2 separate regions of the Oryctolagus cuniculus genome follow, and region 2 is linked to region 1. The links are chromatin contacts, called in public Hi-C maps. All regions are on one chromosome and are shown on one strand. The core of a region is the stretch at or near the end of the contact, and the rest is flanking DNA. Distances in the headings are between cores, read along the strand shown. Region 1 overlaps LRP6 (LDL receptor related protein 6). Region 2 holds the start of LRP6 (LDL receptor related protein 6).

The links. Hi-C and Micro-C count contacts between places; a contact is called where the count stands out from the background.
Region 2: a contact with region 1 is called in a Hi-C map of an unstated tissue, with 2.5 times the contacts expected there. The contact joins the promoter of LRP6 here to the enhancer-like site in region 1. A contact is called at or near these places in 2 of 6 Hi-C or Micro-C datasets (psoas muscle and an unstated tissue).

The regions. Positions count from the first base shown.
Region 1 is chr9:109,825,295-109,831,552 of mOryCun1.1, forward strand. It overlaps LRP6 (LDL receptor related protein 6), which reads right to left. Exons shown (of 23, transcript XM_002712655.5): 4 at 3,496-3,692; 5 at 1,809-1,940. Among named protein-coding and RNA genes, the nearest start is that of LRP6, 97 kb to the right of the region's middle. Within about 2 kb of position 3,982, at least 3 of the 8 cell types and tissues checked have an H3K27ac peak or open chromatin away from gene starts, as enhancers often do.
Region 2 is chr9:109,922,823-109,929,080 of mOryCun1.1, forward strand. LRP6 (LDL receptor related protein 6) reads right to left here and starts at 2,227. Exons shown (of 23, transcript XM_002712655.5): 1 at 2,088-2,227. The coding sequence starts at 2,142.

The DNA of each region.
Region 1 (6,258 bases), core at 2,732-5,231:
ATTGAAACCAAATTATCGTTTGCCATGGAAACCGTCTGACAAGAGTCAGCCAGCTTCACCTTTGACTATGAGGATAATTTATCAATGCCAACTCATAACAAACATCCTGTACATGACTCCATTCCATCACTCTAACTCCCTGACCCCCTTGCCAGGAACTCTCTAACACACTTTGAAACGAAGGCTCCTGCTTTTCAGAGTTAAGATAAAGAAGCCCCTGCTAAACACAACAATTTTCTTACCAGGTCTTGCTGGTTGCTAGAGAACCCAATGTGGTAAAAATCGAAGAGTAACATCCCCGTTAAGAACAGAAAGAAAAGAACTGGTGTTCCTCCCAATCAAAAGTCCCTGAAATGTCCTACATCAATGTACTTATAACAACATGCCCTCTCTCCACGTGGAGCGAAGAGCAAGGAGAAGCAGCAACGGGTGGTGGTCCAGTAGAAAAAGAAGTTGCTCTAAATACAGTTGGATTTCTTTTTTCTTCTTCTATTGAAACTGCTTGTCATTAAAAAGCAATTTAAAAATTCTTCAAGCATTTCTTGAAAATATATCTGTCCTGTGATATTCTTTGTATAATTTTAATAAACATTTTCTCTTCCACACAGGATCTTTTTTTAAAAAAAAAGATTTATTTATTTATTTATTTATTTGATAGTCAGGGTTACACAGAGAGAGGAGAGGCAGAGAGAGAGAGAGGTCTCCATCCGCTGGAGTTGGCCACAATGGTCAGAGCTGCGCCGAACCAAAGCCAGGAGCTAGAGCTTCCTCTAGGTGTCCCACGCGGGTGCAGGGGCCCAAGGACTTGGGCCATCCTCCACTGCTTTCTCAGGCCATAGCAGAGAGCCACACAGAATCTTTATTTACAAGTGTTACCTACTATTAAAGATATATTTTTCTTTTTTTTAAAGATTTATTTATGTATTTGAGAGGCAGAGTTACAAAGAGTGTGAGAGCGAGAGAGAGAGAATGAATGAATGAATGAGAATATGAATCTTCCATCTGCTAGTTTACTCCCCAGATAGCTGAAACTGCCAGGGCAGAGCCAGGCTTAAGGCAGGAGCTTCATCTGGGTCTCCCACATGGGTAGCAGGGGCCAAGCACTTGAGTCATCTTCCTCTGCTTTCCCAGGCACATTAGCAGAGAGCTGGATCAGAAGTAAAGCAGCCAGGACACAAATCAGCCGCCATATGGGATGCCAATGTTGCAGGCAGTGGCTTTACCTGCTGTGCCACAACAGCGCCCTCTAAAGATATGTTTATTCTTTTAAGATTTATTTATCTAATTGAAAGAGTTACACAGAGAGAAGAGGAGACAAAAGAGATATTCCATCCACTCATTCAACCCCCAAACGGCTATAATGGCCAGGGCCAGGCCAGGTCAAAGCCAGGAGTCAGAAGCATCTTCCAGGTCTCCCACGTGGGTGCAGTGGCCCAAGCACTTGGGCCATCTTCCATTGCTTTCCCAGGCACATTAGCTGGGAGCTGGATTAGAAGCAGAGCAGCCAGGACTTGAACTGGCAGCTATATGGGATGCCAGCAACACAGGCAGCAGATTCACCCACTATGTCACAATGCCGGCCCCTAAAGAAATATTCTTTATAAGAGGTAGTACTCATTTTCACAGGAATCAATTGTGATATCAACCAATGAATATGAAATCTGAGAGAGAAAAGAAATGGCAGCTAACTTTTTTTTAAAAAAAAATAGCATGTTACTTAATATACCAAACTAATTTAAGAGAAATAAATCATTTAGAATTCCAATTGTCATAAAATCTTTCCATTTTGGATATAATATCAATCTTACCATCTTTGCAGGTTTTTCCATTCTCCAGGAGTTTGACCCCAGTTGGACAAGCACACTGATAGAAAGGCTTGACTGGAGACATCAGACACAAATGGGAACAACCACCATTATCAATTCCACATGGATTAGTAGCTGTCAAATATAAATCACACTGATTAATATTAATGATTATGGATGACCTCCCTCAGTCTGGGTATATAAAGATTAACAATCACAATGGAAGCAAATGTGATAAACCAAAATTATTACCAAATGCCATCCAAGTTCTTGACTACCAGATCACCTCCAAGGAAGGGAATTAATTAGTGATAATTTACAAGCACTTTGTATCCAAAGAGTAACAAGTAAGAGTCAATCAGCGGATTGAAACTAAATGCTATCTTGCACCATATAGACTACACATACAGAGACAAATAGGAAATGAATTGCCGCGGGGTGAGAAAGGCTTCCTTGGAGGAGCCCTGAAGGGTAACAACTGCAAAGCACGGTAGAGCCACAGGCCGAAAGCCAGGGGGCGGCACACTGGATTGGATGATGCAGCAAACAGCACAAGTGGAGGTGAGGGAGGGCGCCTGCTGACATGTGAACAGCAGCTGAAGCTGAAAGAGTGTAGAGTGGCAACAGGCTGTGGTGCAGGCACTGACAGCCAAGAAAGGAAAGAGAACACTGAAACGATTCGTGTGGAAAGGATAGACAGAACTGACTGAAAGAGAAAGGGAGCAGCAGAGAGAACTAATTAACATATCTGTAGAAACTATGAAAACGTATGCATTCAAAAAGATCAACATAGCGATGGAGACCAACAGAATATGAAACATAAAAGAGCAATATCAAAGTTAAGTGCAATTTATTGAACCATAAAGCATAAAGGGACAAAACATTTTCTTTTTTCCAAAAGAGTAACACACACACATAAAAACATTTTTATGGGCTAAGATCATCAGACTCCAGTGTAACACATTTGATATTTGATTTTCTCCCCCTAAATGGAAAGAACTAATACAAAGCAAGACACAATGCAATGCCTCTTCATTCTTGGCTACAGAACACAATCTGAAATACACTCAGATGCATGCCAGGCATTTATTTACATACAAGTGCCAAGCACTTAACATTCTCATATTCCTTTTAAACCTAATTCCAATCCTGTCTTACCAAAAGTGGTTGCCAGCAGTCACAGCCCAAGTTATTATAAAAGTTGACCAAAAACAGAAGCAAAACTAAGACAAAAAGAGGTGGTTGAGGTAGGCATGTTAAGGTTTAAACAGGTGCTTTATTCAGCAACTGAGGTTATTTAAATTTACCAGCTGGACTAAGAGGTTTCTATTCAAGAAAAATGTTTGTTTTATAAACATACACACACACTGAGAGAAATAATATAAATAAAAATATACGACTGTAGAAGCTTAGCATATGAGCTCTCAATTATTAATGCATTTCTCTCTTCTCCACCTCCATAACTCCTTTCCCCCAGAAAGGGCTGAGGTAGTCTACAGCGACAGCCATCAGGCGGCGAATGGTTTAGGTTATGTGTCTAACGTAAATTATATCTTGATGTTTTTACTCTTTTCTATTCCCTCTCACTACCTTTGGATACATACTCCCTTCTCCTGACCCTCACTGAAGCCAGACACCAGAGCACTACACAGCTGTTCCAACTTGCAATTCAAAAATCAAGATCACTTACCATTTGGCTGCCTCTGTTGGCTGAAGGCATGTATATCCATGGGAGAGAAGATGTTAGAATGGATTTCACGCAGACCCTCGCCAGTATACTTGTTGCAAGCCAAAATGGAGTGTGTATTCCAGTCAGTCCAGTACAATGTGTCCTCAAATAACGTCAAGGCAAAAGGATGTGGAAGAGAACCTTTAACTACTGCCTGCCTATTTGCAAAAAGAGAAAAACTTACTTCTAAATTTTCTTCTTTTACTATAAAATCATCCCATCCATTAAAACAGGCTTAGTATTCATTAACAAATATAAATTCCTAGTAACACATACTTTAGTTCAAATACATTTATTAAAAAGTAAGCCACGTGACTAATTCAAATGTTTTCAAGACCTCCATAAACTCCAACAAAGCCTTCAGAATGGTCTCTAACTTGGCAGCAGGCCCGAAGTTCACTACAAGCCACCTGATTCGGAGAAAAAGCCCCAGTGTTAGCACTGCCGCCCATTCTCACCCCTCCACTACAACCTCTAGACTCACATCTACTCTCTCATCACATAATTCATGTCAACAGACAAAGCTGGCCAATAAGAAAAATCCCAGGGGTTACCACCAGCACTGGGAAGTAGATATAAATCAGCAATAGGTTTATCCCTTCTGGACATGGAAAAACAGAGAACCTGAACCTGTTTCTTTCATTATGTCTTCCAGTTTTCAGAACTAAGAATGAAAACACACATCTGAGGCTAAAAAGGCATTCATTCAGGGAGAACTCTCCCTGCAGGCTCCAGCCCTGCTGCTAATTTTTTGCTATCTTGTTTTTAAACTCCCCAATTCAGGCAGCCAAAAGGAAGTCCTGTCACTGGCAGGATATGTTCATGAAACAAAGCAGACTTAAATTTCCAGAAGCAGTGTGTATTACATACAAAGGAAAGCAGAGAGCCTGATTATTATTTGGGGCCCAGAACTTTGCAGAGTGTCACAAAGAACTACATAATCAGTAAATGCTCTAGAACGAGCAATTAAACCATGTTTTGAGTCAAAATATTTTTTAAAATGCTTTCATGTTTTCACAAATAATCCCAGTGGTCCAGCCTAGAGGGGAGAGAGGGAGAAGAGGAAGAAAGAAAAATCAGGGAGAAAGGGAAGGGAAAAGAGAAGTTATTTAAGAGAAATAGAGAAACACATATCTTAAGGAAGCTGTTTCAGTTTTTAGGTAGGTCAGGTTACTTGATGATCTCTAATATTCCTCCCAAGTAAATTAAACTCAAGAACAGTAATTTTCATCTAAGCAGAATTAGCATTCGTTATTGTACGTGGACTGATCCTCATCTACTAAACGAGGCCAGATTTTTTAGAAAATGAATACAAAATAAGCATGACTAGTTTACCAAACAAACTTTCCATTTTGGAATCTGCTACCTACTCTGCTAGCCCAGATCACCACAAGTTTCTACCCTCATTTTCCTTAATTCTCTCCTATCCTATTACTTTTCCCTCTGAATTCCCAAAAAGAATTGTCACAATACATACTCCAGAAGTGCTTTCTTCCACTTTTTATAGGAATAGTTTTATTATGCTTACTAAAGTGACTATGTTATTTAGAGGAATAATATTAACATTTAATATGTCGATATGTTTCACATTAAAATATTCCAAGATTCATTATGGTAAGAGTTCTGAGAGGCTGCTAATAAAGATAACACACACAAACGAAAAATGCGGAACAGGAAAAAACTAAGTTACTTGGCATGTCATTACCATCCTGAAGAACTGCAAATTACATAACCAGATCTTTGAAAGGCTTTGGAGAAAAACAAATAAACTTTTTAAGTCCTTAAAATAAATGCTAAAGGTTATTCTAATGAACTAAGCAAAATACACATATGGGAAAAGTAAAATTCCTTCCTAAAAGCTATACTCATTTTATACTGATTAAAAGCATAGAATTATGACTCAGAGCTGTTTTTTATAAGTATTTAGTGGATACTTGTAGATGTAAGTATAAAAACAGATGATGCAGAAATAATCCAAATTTGTGACTAATTGTGCTGGGGATAAAGTGGGAAGGAAATAAAACCTGGGATGGCAACCAGGGGGATTTCATCTTTAGGTGAGCAATATTAAAACATAAATCTCAAAGGGGCCGGCGCTGTGGCACACTAGGCTAATCCTCCACCTGTGGCACCGGCATCCTATATGGGCACTGGGTTCTAGTCCCGGTTGCTCCTCTTCCAGTCCAGCTCTCTGCTGAGGCCCGAGAGGGAAGTGGAGGATGGCCCAAGAGCTTGGGCACCTGTATCCGCATGGGAGACCAGGAAGAGGCACCTGGCTCCTGGCTACGGATCAGCATAGCTCCGGCTGTGGCGGCCATTCGGGGGGTCAACCACCGGATGGAAGACCTTTCTCCCTGTCTCTCTCTCTCACTGTCTATCACTCTGTCAAATAAATAAATAAATAATTTTTTTAAAAAAATCTCAAAAACGTTTTTGAATATTGAATACTTGGGAAGGCTGAGTTTAAATCCTGCCCCCCCAACACACATTTACTACTGGTATCATTTCTACAAGTTTTGTTTCCCTCATCTGTAAATAGAAGACAATAATCTATCCTCATGGTGTTACTACAAAGATTAAACAGCAACATGTGCAAAGTTCATTTAATATTATGCTTGGTACTTCATAATATTTCATTAATGATCCCATAATTTCAGGGTATACATTTATAAAATTTATTATTTCTGATACAGGGTATACTCTGTGATGAGCATTTCATGTGAT
Region 2 (6,258 bases), core at 977-3,476, 96 kb after region 1:
GGTCTTGCTACACAATATAATACTTCAAAACATTTCTCCAAATGCAACCTCTCTCAACTCCAATGAACACATCCAACTCTGGGCTCAAACCTGGTGTTAAAATAAATTAGTAGCATTTACATCACACTCTTCCCCTCCAAGAAATACAACTGGGCAACCAGAAGAACCCCCAGGTTATGGGTTTAGACTTCCCCAAGACTCCTGTAACCATCTGGCATTCTTTGGTTAATTCTATTAGCCTTCTGTCTTAAAATATATGTGCACAGGGGCCGGTGCCAAGGCTCACTTGGTTAATCCTCCACCTGCGACGCCAGCATCCCATATGGGTGCTGGGTTCTAGTCCCGGCTGCTCCGCTTCTAGTCCAGCTCTCTGCTGTGGCCCGAAAAGGCAGTGGTGGACGGCCCAAGTGCTTAGGCCCCTGAACCCCGTGGGAGACCAGGAGGAAGCGCCTGGCTCCTGGCTTCGGATCTGCGTAGCGGCCTTTTGAGGGGGGTGAACCAAGGAAGGAAGACTTTTTCTCTCTCACTGTCTAACTCTATCTATCAAATAATATATATATATATGCACAGCCCTATGACACATACGATTGTTTCTCACAGTTACAGCTGTGAAACTTTCAACAGTGACTGTAACAGTAAAGTACAGATACTATACTGATTATAACGCCCAAGTACATAACATAAAATTGCATTACATTCTCTGGGGTTTACCTGTGGAAATGGACCGTCTGGATTAAGTGTTAATCGTTAAGGATAAATGTAACACGCAATCCTAATAGTGGTGCAGAAGAGTAAAGAAAATATCCCTTCTACATCAAAAAGGTCAGTTCCTGTCACCCAAAAATACATCCACACATGCGCACAGAAACGACGCATCTGTCACATTTCTAACACAAGATCGTTGATTACTGTCATGTGCTGTACCTGGTAAGTTTGGGAGGGCTTCACACAACTTGTCTGTTACATCAGTAGCTAGAAAACCTCCAGAGACCTCACACCTGCGAAGACCTGACCAGGACCACGAGCCAGAATTTTAACAAAACCACAACTACCACACTTTGGACTTTAAATTCCTCCGCTGGGAGCTGCTGAAGAGCCCGGGACTCCTCTCCACAAGTTTTGAGAAGAGCTGTGCAAAACTTGCGGACCAGCCCAAACCCAGTTCACACACGAGAAGTCACAGCCAGCGTGTCAGCACTGCAGGGCAATGCAACACATCCCGGGACCCCGGAATGGAAGCGACTCCCGGAGTAAATTACCCAGTCTGTGTTATTTACCCAAGTACCAAGTAATCCCCCACCCCCACCCCCACCCCCGGGGTGGGGTGGGGGTGCGCAGCAAATGACCATCCAGGTCCCAGGACTGGGGCCTCCGCATGCAAGCACAACTTTCCCACTCGCTGCTGCCAACTCCGCAAATACCAGGGCTTCCCAGAGCCACGTCGGTCTCGGAGCACGGGCCGCCGCTCGGGTGATCCCTACGCTGCCACGCTTGCCCTATAACCCCGGAGTCACTTTTCCAACTGTGCCCTCGCCCGGGATCGTCCCAGCCCAAGCGGAAGCCAAATGATCAGTAGCAACCAAGGCCTGGAAAAATCGCCAAGAGGGCTTAGAAAGTTCACCTGAGAGATCGGGGGAAGGTGGGGGTTTCCAGGGCGCATCTCGGACTCCCCACGTTTTTGGTTTTTGTTTGTTTTTTTAAGCCGAACTCGGAGCAAAGCCCCTTTCCCCTGAGGACGCCCGGCGGCCGGAGGCGCACACTCAGTCATTCCGCCAGAGCCGGCGGCCAGCGCTTCCCCGAGACAGGCAGCCCGGAGGGACGCGCAGCTTTGTCCACGCCGAGGTCTGCAAGGCCGGGCTGGGGTCTGGATCGTGGCCGGGCGGAGCGCACAGCCCCTGCGCCCGGGCCCCTTTCTCTCGCTCCTTCCCCACGACCAGGCCTCTCGGCGCTCCTCTTCCCCTCTCCTCCTCCCTCGCTCCCCTCCCCCCCAGACACACAAAACAAGGCCACCTCCCCCCACCCCCAAATCCCACCAACTTTCCAGGGCGCCCCCCCCCCCAGCCCCGCGCCGCGCGCGCTCTGCCCACCTCTCAGGAGCACGCAGAAACTGCAGGCCAGGAGGCTCCTCAGCACGGCCCCCATCTTCCCGGCTCGCGTTCTCTCCTCTCACCGGCGAGAGGCGACCAGATGAGGGGGAGGCGAGGAGCCGGGGCGGCCGCCGCAGCGGCAGAGCTGCGCGATCATGCTCCCCGGCTTCCCCGAGACAGAAGAAGAAAGAAAGAGGCACGTCAAGGCTCCGCGCGCGCCGCCGCCGCCGCCGCCCTCTCTACCGCGCCGCTCTGCCCCGGGCTCGCGCGACGCCAGCGTCTGCTCCCATCCCGCCGCCTCCTCCCCCGGCGCCCCACTTCCCCCGCGCAGCTCCTCATTCAGCCTCTTCCTCTCGCGCAGCGGCGCAGGGATACGGCCGCCCGCCGTCGCCAAGGGTCGCCGTGGAGGTCTCCCTGCGCGCGGCCGAGCCCCCCTCCCGCGGCGCCGCTTCCCGCGCACTTGGGCAAAGAAGAGGAAAACCGCGCGTTCGGCCTCCGCGGCGAGACCCCGGGAGATGCGTGGGGCGAGCAGAGGCGAGCGGCTCCAGGAAAGGCTGCCGGGCCGCGCATTCCGATGGGATTCTTTCCCGGGCTGGCCGCCTCGGCCCTCCCCGCGGAGGGCGTGAGGCGACGTCGAACAACATTGGAGCCGGCGTGGTCGGGACTACTTTCTGCGGCTCGGCCGGGCCGCCCCCGGCCCCGGTCTTTGTGCGGCGGACGCCGGACGAGCCAGGTGGAGCTCCCGGGGTGCGGCGGCCGCCAGCGGGGCCTGCGAGGTGCGGGGGGCCGGCGAGCGGGTCCACGCTCCAGGAGCCACGGCGGAGTCCCTCACGGGGTAATGCACTCGGTCTTCGGGGTTGGAAATCAGTTTGAACACCTTTTTTTTTTTTTTAAGGAAAATAAAAACCAACGCTGGTCACACCAGCTTTAAACGTGGATCTGCTGAGGTAGGTTCACATGCCAAGGCCGAAGTGCAATTCTTGTTTTCCTCCTGCCTTCCCAGAGACACCTGCTCCCCGAGTGAAGGCCGGCAAGACGTAAAAATGTGTAAACTGGAGGAGTAAAATTTCCAAGACGAGTGCATGGGCACCTAAGCCTGCAAAAGGGACAGTTGGACAAAGCTGAGTTTGCATTTAATAATGTGTGATTGGCACGCTTTGATGGTCGAGGCTCAGAAGGAAGAGATCCCCCAGCGCTTCGGCTTTTGCACAGCCTCTGGCTTCTCCCAGTGCACAGAGCCGTTGGGGAGCAGGGGCGTAGACACCCCTTGAAATCCCCCCAACACCCCGACAGTCAGGTGCCTTCTGTGCAGCTGTCACCCACCCTTCCCAGAAGGCAGCCGGGCCAGGAAATGCAGTCACTCCCGGGATCTTGCTCACACCCCAGAGACACTGGAGTTCACCTAGTGCCGGCACGTGCACGATCAGGTTTGAGGCTCGAAACATCCTGGGATGCGCAGGTGTTGACGCTTAGTGTCTTCATTGCACCCAGAAGGAAAGTAAGCTGAGAGGTCCGGTGACTTACCCAAGGCCGCTCAGGCAGGGACCTGAACCCAACCCGGGTCAGTGACTTCAGACACTGCCCGCCCAGGAAACACATGCTGGGGTCGAGGCCAGGCAGGTCTGTAAGCTCGTGGGTGAGCAGAAACAGACACATCCCCGTCCCCCAATTTCCAGTGAGAACAGCCAGCCAGCTGTGGACCTAAAACACCTTCTCCCAAGGACAGGGTCGGGAGTCTGCTGGCTTTAGGTTCCCACCTCCCCCATAACATAGCTGAGCAGAGCTTGCAGCAATGATGTAACACCGCATCAGTGTTCTGTGAAGCCAGTGAGGCTGTGGAGACAGCGATGGCCTACTGGAGAAAGCATGAGGTAAGGGACGCATGTGGGTGAGGATCCAAACCCAATTCGTTGCTAAATGTGTAACCTTGGACGAGATATTTAAATACACTGCATCTCAGTTGACTCGTTCATCAAGTGGAGATAATTCCTCCTTTAGGCTTGTGTTACGCATTAAATTGAGTAATGTAATATATATATATATATATATCTGCTCGACACAGGGTACTTCAAAGACTTTGTGGCAAGCCAGCAAAATCACCGCATGTGACTCCAGCATCCCACATCAGCACGGGTTCATGTCCTAGATGCTCCACTTGCAATCCAGCTCTCTGCTGATGACCTAGGAGAGCAGTGGAGGATGGCCCAAGGACTTGGGCCCCTGCACCCATGTGGGAGACTGGAAGGAAACTCCTGGCTCCTGGCTTCAGCCTGGTCCAGCCCTAGCCATTGCAGCTGGCTAGAGAGTGAACCACCAGAGGGAAGATCTATCTATCTCTCTCTCTCTCTCTCTCTCTCTTTTTCTCTCTCTAACTCTGACTTTCAAATAAATTAATTAATTTTAAAAAAAATTGTGAGGGTTCGGTGCTGTGTTATAGCAGGTAAAGCAGCTACCTGCGATTCTGGCATCCCTTATGGGTGCTGGTTTGAATCCTGGTTCCTCCACTTCCAGTCCAGCTCCTGTTTGGGGAGTGAGCCAGCGGATGGAATATCTCTCTCTCCAACTCTGCCTTTCAAATAAATAAAATAATGTAAATCTTCACAAAAAAAAAAACTTTGTGGAAAGGGAGTCAAAAAGTAGGTTTATCTAAGTGGCTTTTTTTTTATTTCTCACCTTCAAGGTGGATGGTGTCAAAATAAATTCTTGAGAAATAATGCAAGACAGAAAAATTAAATGCTCCAGTGTTTATGGTAAGATTATGATCTTAGGTAACTAAGCATGAAGCTGATAAAATTAACTTTCAGGACACTTCATTTTCATAGGCCTCTTCCAAAAGCCATGGAGGGACCCTAAGCAATGTGTTCATATGGTCCTGTTTGCAAAAGTAAGATAACTTTGGGGTTTTTGGACAATTGTATTATACAAAATTACATAATCTTGAAGTCCCCCAAAACCTGGATCTGTCCCTATGTATAACAGAAAATAGGTACAGCCAAAGTCTCCATAGTCGGCGAGGGAATGTAAGTACGAGAATAGGGTATTATACAATGCTGCAAAAAGATCAATTGGAGGGTTATGCAAGAGTATGGGAAAATGTTTCCAGTTAGTTAAGTGGAAAAAAAAAAATTGAAAATGGGGCCAGTGTTGTAGCACAATGAGTTAAACTACCACTCGGGAAGCCCACATCCCATATCAGAGTGCTGGTGGAGCCCCGGCTCTTCTGGTTCAATCCAGCTTCTTGCTCATGCACACCCAGGAAGGCAGTGATGACTCAAGTGCTCAGGCCTCTGCCATGCATGTGAGAGACTTGGATAGAGTTCTAGGCTCCTGACTTTGACCTGGCCCAGCCCTGGCTTTTGTGGACATTTGGGGAGTGAACCTGCAGATAGAAGATACCCTTTCCACACCCTTTCACTCTGCCTTTCAAACAGATTAAAATAAATACATAAAAGCCTTTTTATTTTTTTTTTATTTTTTTTATTTATTTATTTATTTATTTTTTTTTTTGACAGGCAGAGTGGACAGTGAGAGAGAGAGACAGAGAGAAAGGTCTTCCTTTGCCGTTGGTTCACCCTCCAATGGCCGCCGCGGCCGGCGCGCTGCGGCCGGCGCACCGCACCGATCCGATGGCAGGAGCCAGGAGCCAGGTGCTTTTCCTGGTCTCCCATGGGGTGCAGGGCCCAAGCACCTGGGCCATCCTCCACTGCACTCCCTGGCCACAGCAGAGGGCTGGCCTGGAAGAGGGGCAACCGGGACTAGAACCCGGTGTGCCGGCGCCGCTAGGCGGAGGATTAGCCTAGTGAGCCGCGGCGCCGGCCTAAAAGCCTTTTTAAAAATTGAAAAGGCATTGAGCCGGCGCCGTGGCTCACTACGCTAATCCTCTGCCTTGCGGCACCAGCACACCAGGTTCTAGTCCCCGTCGGGGCACCAGATTCTGTCCCGGTTGCCCCTCTTCCAGGCCAGCTCTCTGCTGTGGCCAGGGAGTGCAGTGGAGGATGGCCCAAGTACTTGGGCCCTGCACCCCATGGGAGACCAGGATAAGTACCTGGCTCCTGCCATCGGATCAGCGCAGTGCACCGGCTGCAGCGTGCTGGCCACGGCGGCCATTGGAGGGTGAACCAACGGCAAAGGAAGACCTTTCTCTCTCTCTCTCTCTCTCTCTCTCTCTCAC